Regions from separate parts of the Anas platyrhynchos genome. Here region 2 is linked to region 1. The links are chromatin contacts, called in public Hi-C maps. All regions are on one chromosome and are shown on one strand. Each heading gives the region's core, a stretch centred on a gene start, on an enhancer-like site or on the middle of the called end of the contact. The rest is flanking DNA. Distances are from core to core; before and after follow the strand shown. Region 1 holds the start of WIPF1 (WAS/WASL interacting protein family member 1). Region 2 holds the start of ATP5MC3 (ATP synthase membrane subunit c locus 3).

Region 1 (2,700 bases), core at 100-2,599:
CTCAGGGAGCCACACTGCCAGAGCAGGCTCCTCTGCGCTGTCACAGCCATCCCTCGTGCCCTTCTGTAAGGGATGGCTCCCCAGCAGGGCACACCACAGGTCCAGTGTGGAGGCACTAACTAACAGGACAGGACTTCTCCATGGGGCCTCCTAGGCACCCTGTGGCTGGAGGAGCTGGCAGGCATGGAGAAAGGGAGGGGAAAAGTGGAAGCAGGCAGTGACAAAGGGCATGAGCGAGGAGCAGAACACACTGCCCACCCTCTGGAGGCCAGGAAGACTGAGGAAAGCTGCTTGCTAAGGCCCTTTCTTTGAGGAAGCGCCACAGGAATAAAAAAGCAATTTAAAGTTGCCTCACAGTGGATTCCTGAATAAGCACATCTACTGAGCAGCAGAGACAAGCTCTTGTTTTAGTTAGGAGGCCTGAGCAGGGCACACGGCAGGGGCTGAAGAACGCACACTCAGGGCAGGGACACGGTCCTGCCCCACAGGAGATGTTTTTATTGAGAGGCGAGGAGCAGCCATTAGAGCACAGCAGCACACGAGGAGGGAAGGCTGAGACCTTACGGCTGTTTACTCGAGGTCTGCAAACGCATCTCCTCCAGAAAACCCCCGAGAGCCAGCTCAGAGGGCAGAGACCTGGGTGGCACCCAGCCGCAGGGCTCACCCGGTGCCCACAGGGGACGGCAGCACGGGCTGGGCACCGCACGTGCTCGGCGGGGCTGTCCCCACCCGTGTCACCGCCAGGAGGGATGCGGTGCCGCCAGCCACCCCCGTGGAGGCCGGGGCAGAGGCACAGCCCGGGGTGCACCCGGAGGCCAGGCCTCACCCGACGCCATCCCCTGCCCCGGGGGAAGCAGGAACGCCGGGGGGAAGCGGGGAAGGAGGGAGGAAGGGTGCCAGCCCGGCCAGCGCAGAGGAGGAGCGGGAGCGGCTGCAGGAGGCAGGAGCGCGTCCAAGCCCGAATAGAGAAGTCTGGAAGAAAACAGAGAGAGAGAGAAGGGACAGGCGCGACGCGAGGCTCAGCTCCCGGCTCCCCGAGGGGCACCGCGCCGCCCCTTGCCCACAGCGGGGCGCCGCGGTCCCTGCCGCCTCCGGGGGTCCCGGCGGGGGTCCCTGCCCGGCCCCCCGGCCCCCTCCTTACCGCGCTCCGTCGCGGTGCAGCCGGCGGCGCTCCAGCCGCAGCGGCGGCCGGGGCATGTTGGGCCGGGCGCTATTTATAGCCGCAGGAAGCGGCGCCGCGCGGCTCTGGGGCGCCGCTCCCCGCCGCCAGAGATGCTGCACCGGCCCCGAGCCCGGCCCCGGGCCCCGCAGCGCTGCCCGAGGCCCCCCGGTGCCCCCCGGTCTGCCCGCGGGGCTCAGCCCGGGGAGGAGCGGGGCAGCCCCGCCGCGGCGGGCAGGGGGAGGAGGGCAAAGGGAATTAAGCAGCGAGGAAGACGAAGTTGTTTTTTTTTTCCCCTGAAGGTCTGCAGTACGCAGGGGTGTGGGAAGGTCAATTACCCCTCTCCGCATGGTGGCCCTAAAGGGATTTGTGCTTCTTGCCTCAATTAACTCACGCAGAGATGGCTTTGCCAGACAAGAGATACTCTGCTTCCTATTCCCTCTAACCGTGATTAAAATTCCTAGAAATAAAACTTCTGTTAACGTCTCTGGGACCAGTACCGAGGTCTGGAGTGGAAAATTGTGCCCAAAGGGTGTGCTTGGGCAGACGGGAATGAGGCTGGAAGGGCAGGAGGCTGCCTGCTGGGTGTCTGACCGGGCCGGTAAATTTCACCCTAGGTGCTTTTTGTCCCTGCAGGATTTCACTTTTTGGAGGTATTTGGATGCTTTTTGTGCAGTCCATGCAAGAACATGGTCCAGCTCAGCAGCTGCATAATGCTGCTGTCTGAACCAGATGAATGTTAGGGACAGGTGTCCCGAAAAACTTCAATGCATTCTGGGTTCCCTTGCAGCAACATGTCCCAGCGAGGTCAAAGACTGAGTAATCTGTGTGCTGGGCTAACCTCTAAAAATTTAATTTTGTGCTTTTTACTAAGACATTACCAATCACAACGACAGCATTAAGGTGAGACATGCTGTCCTGGGAGCAATGGCATTACTGATTTGCCTCTAGTGTAAGGTCTCAAACCTTGCCAGCCTTTTATGTAGGTCATTTCTCCGTTTTTGTGTTGTTGAATGCTTGGGGCATTGCAATACAGAAAAACAGGTACAATGCTCTTTTTTTTTTTTTTTTTTTTTCTTCCTTCCCTCTACCCTCTTCTGCCCTATGTGCGTGACCTAGATTAGTTCGCAAGCAAAAATTAGGGAGCTCACAAATGGAAAAGCTGCAGGTATTCTCTGCTTACTGCCTTTATGGAATCACAGACCTAAAGCTTTCTAAAGAGGCTCACAAATCCACATGGGGTTCCTAAACTCTGCATACTGTATTTGGGTCATTGGTTAGCTGAAAGCAGATTCGAAATCACATACAGGCAAACAGCTTCCTCTTGATTAGGTAGTGGAGAAATATCATATGATGTGTTTATTCCCAGCTCCATATGGGATAAGTAATAAACACTCATCAGGATCTGCTTGGTTTAGAAGCCAGCTGAAGGGGTTGGGAGGACGTGCTGTGGCAGGGAGGTCTGTACAGGGACCATGGAAGTGGTAGAAATGCTTGCAAGGAAAGAGCTCTCCCTTTATGGGGAACCCACCAAGTGACCC
Region 2 (2,700 bases), core at 21-2,520, 200 kb after region 1:
AAGATTCTTGATCCGGCACGGATCTGGAAAAGGAGGGAAAAAGTTATAAAGAAGAAACACCTGATTACAGTTGTTCCTGTAAAGTCTTATTTAAGGTTTTAAGACTATCATCTGCTAACCCATTTGTCTTAACAGAAAGACAGAAATCTTTGCACTGCTGGATATACAGTAGATTATATGGAAACAAATGCTGCCGCGCAATTTGATAGCGCCGTTTTCAGATGACATTTTATGAATAGCTAGATTATTCAATGAAGCTATTCCTGCTGACAGGAAACGTAACAAAACAGCGACCAAGTAAAGGGAAAACAGACCAGGTGGCAGCGATATGCGTTTTAAAATGAGAAAATACAAGATTCCAAAATGAATTCCCAGGTTGCTAAACGCAAGGACGTAGCGTAGACATTGAAGCCTAGCAAGGCACCAATGAATGAATCCTCCTTCACGAGAGGCCTGCGTATGTCCTTGGGCTTCCAGCCGCCTAAGGTCATCCCTGCTCTCGCACAAAGCTCTTCCTGCAGGCCGTGCCGTGCCCGCTGCTTGCGAGAGGGGCTGTTCCGCAGGCCAGAGAGGACGTTTGGAAGGAGGTCAGCCCCTTGTCTCCACAAGGGCAAGAATCCCCCGCCCCGCGCAGGCCGGGCACTGCCTGGAGTTTGACCTACAGCGAGGCGCTGCGCACCAGGCCCAGCCGCCGGGCGCTGCGCGGCCCTGCCCGCCCCAAGGGGCCCCTCACCTTGACGAGGACCCCGGCCCCAACCGAGGCAGCCCCCGGCCCCGCCGCCCCCCTACCACCCCCCACGTCCCCCGGGGCTCGTCCTAGGGCAGCCCCAGGGCCCCTCCCGGCCCCCGCTGCCCCGCGGCCGCCGCCCGGCCCCGGGGGGGCGCGGTGAGGAGCGGCCGGGGCCTCTCCGCGGGCCGGGGGCGCCGCGCTCACCAGGGCGGGCGAGGCGGCGAGCTTGGCGCAGGCGAACATCTCGGCGGGCGGCGTCCCCGGGGGCCACAATCCGGTGTCTCTGCGGGGAGAGCGAGAGGGTGAGGGGGCGGCCGGGCGGGTGGCGGCGGGCGGGCGGGCGGATGGGGGCGGATGGGGGCGGATGGCGGCGCCGCCACTCACCCGGCTCCGGCTGCGGCTGCCGCTCCTCAGGGCCGACGGGCTGGGGCTGGCGCTGCGGGAGGGGCGGGCTCTGCGCAGGCGCGGCGGGGCCGGCGGCGGGCGCCCGGATGCAGCGCGGCGGAAGGGGCGGGGGGGAGCCGCCAAGGTCACTTTGTGCCGGCGCCATTGGCAGCGCCGGGGGGCGGTGCGGAGGGGGCCGCCCCCGAGTGGCCCCGCCCCCGCGCTCGGCCCCGCCCCCGCCCTGTCCTACACGGAGCCTCCATTGGGCCGCGGGGTGGGAGGGCGTTTGTGGCCTTGCCTGGCCTTCAGGCTAGGAAAAGATATAGCTCTTTTTTTTTTTTTTTTTTTTTTTTTTTTTTTTTTCTACTTCACACTTTGCACCCATGGTTTGGGAACAGAAGTACATGCGCAAACATCGAGGAAGATATACGTGACAGTGGCAAAACCTTTACCAGTTTGTCAGAACTTCTCTTGTTGAAAAAAATTGAGAATCCACCCACACGCCGCTGTGGTAACGAACCTTTCCAGCACCACGAATAAAAAAAACATAAAGTAAGTGTGGGTGCTGCCCTGGTGGAATTCCTTACACGCTGCTGTACTGCTGATCAACACCACCCTACCAAAGGCATACCAGTGAATATTTAAATTCTATTCACCTCAAAATAAATGTATTTATTACCCATCCAAATGTACATTTTATATCTGTCTTCTGCATCTTTGCCAGGGTGATCTCACATGCCCTAACAGACTGTGCTTTTTGTTCTCAAGTCACATATTTTCCTGTCAGTTCCTAAAATCAACCTGGAGTCTCAGGAGTGTTGTGCATTTTCTGTCATGATTCCTGCTCTGGAATGCTTTGCAAAAATGCATTCACAAGCTGTTTGGTCTGAGCAACATAAAAAACCACCATTAAACACTTGTTTATTGTTGCTCTTAAGGCATAACAGCTGATATTATATTTTACATGCAACTCAGTTGTTGCTTTTAGGAGGAGTCAGAAGCACAGTTATTGATCTCTGGGGACCATGTTCAGCTTAATTCAAGCAGTTCTTCATAAAGAAAGACTTCTGTTAATCTCACTCTATTTCCTATTGGTTTGACCTGCTGCTAGGTCCCCAGAGAAGTTCATTGGTGCTCTAAGGAATGGTGTAATTTCCAACTCATAGAATCGTAGAATATCCCAAGTTGGATGGGACTCATAAGGATCATTGAGTCCAACTCCTGGCTCCACACAGATCTACCCAAAAATTCAGACCATATGACTAAGAGCACAGTCCAAATGCTTCTTAAACTCCAACAGGCTCGGTGCAGTGACTATGTCCCTGGGGAGCCTGTTCCAGTGCACAACCACCCTCTTGGTGAAGAACCTCTTCCTGATAGCCAGCCTGAACTTCCCCTGTCGCAGCCTGACACCATTCACTTGGGTCCTATCACTGGTCACTAAAGAGAACAGATCAGCACCTGCCCCTCCACTCCCCCTCATGAGGCCGCCATGAGTCTCCCCTCAGCCTCCTCTTCTCCAGGCTGAACAGGCCCAGTGCCCTCAGCCACTCCTCATACGTCTTCCCCTCTCGGCGCTTCACCAT

The links. A called contact is a pair of places that touch in the nucleus more often than the background predicts.
Region 2: a Hi-C map of subcutaneous adipose tissue shows a contact between it and region 1, with 2.9 times the contacts expected there. The contact joins the promoter of ATP5MC3 here to the promoter of WIPF1 in region 1. A contact is called at or near these places in 4 of 8 Hi-C or Micro-C datasets (liver, skeletal muscle and subcutaneous adipose tissue).

The regions. Positions count from the first base shown.
Region 1 is chr7:22,620,347-22,623,046 of IASCAAS_PekinDuck_T2T, forward strand. WIPF1 (WAS/WASL interacting protein family member 1) reads right to left here and starts at 1,350. Exons shown (of 8, transcript XM_072040964.1): 1 at 1,142-1,350.
Region 2 is chr7:22,815,641-22,818,340 of IASCAAS_PekinDuck_T2T, forward strand. It overlaps ATP5MC3 (ATP synthase membrane subunit c locus 3), which reads right to left and starts at 1,271. Exons shown (of 5, transcript XM_027461005.3): 1 at 1,115-1,271; 2 at 935-1,013; 3 at 1-23. The coding sequence starts at 973.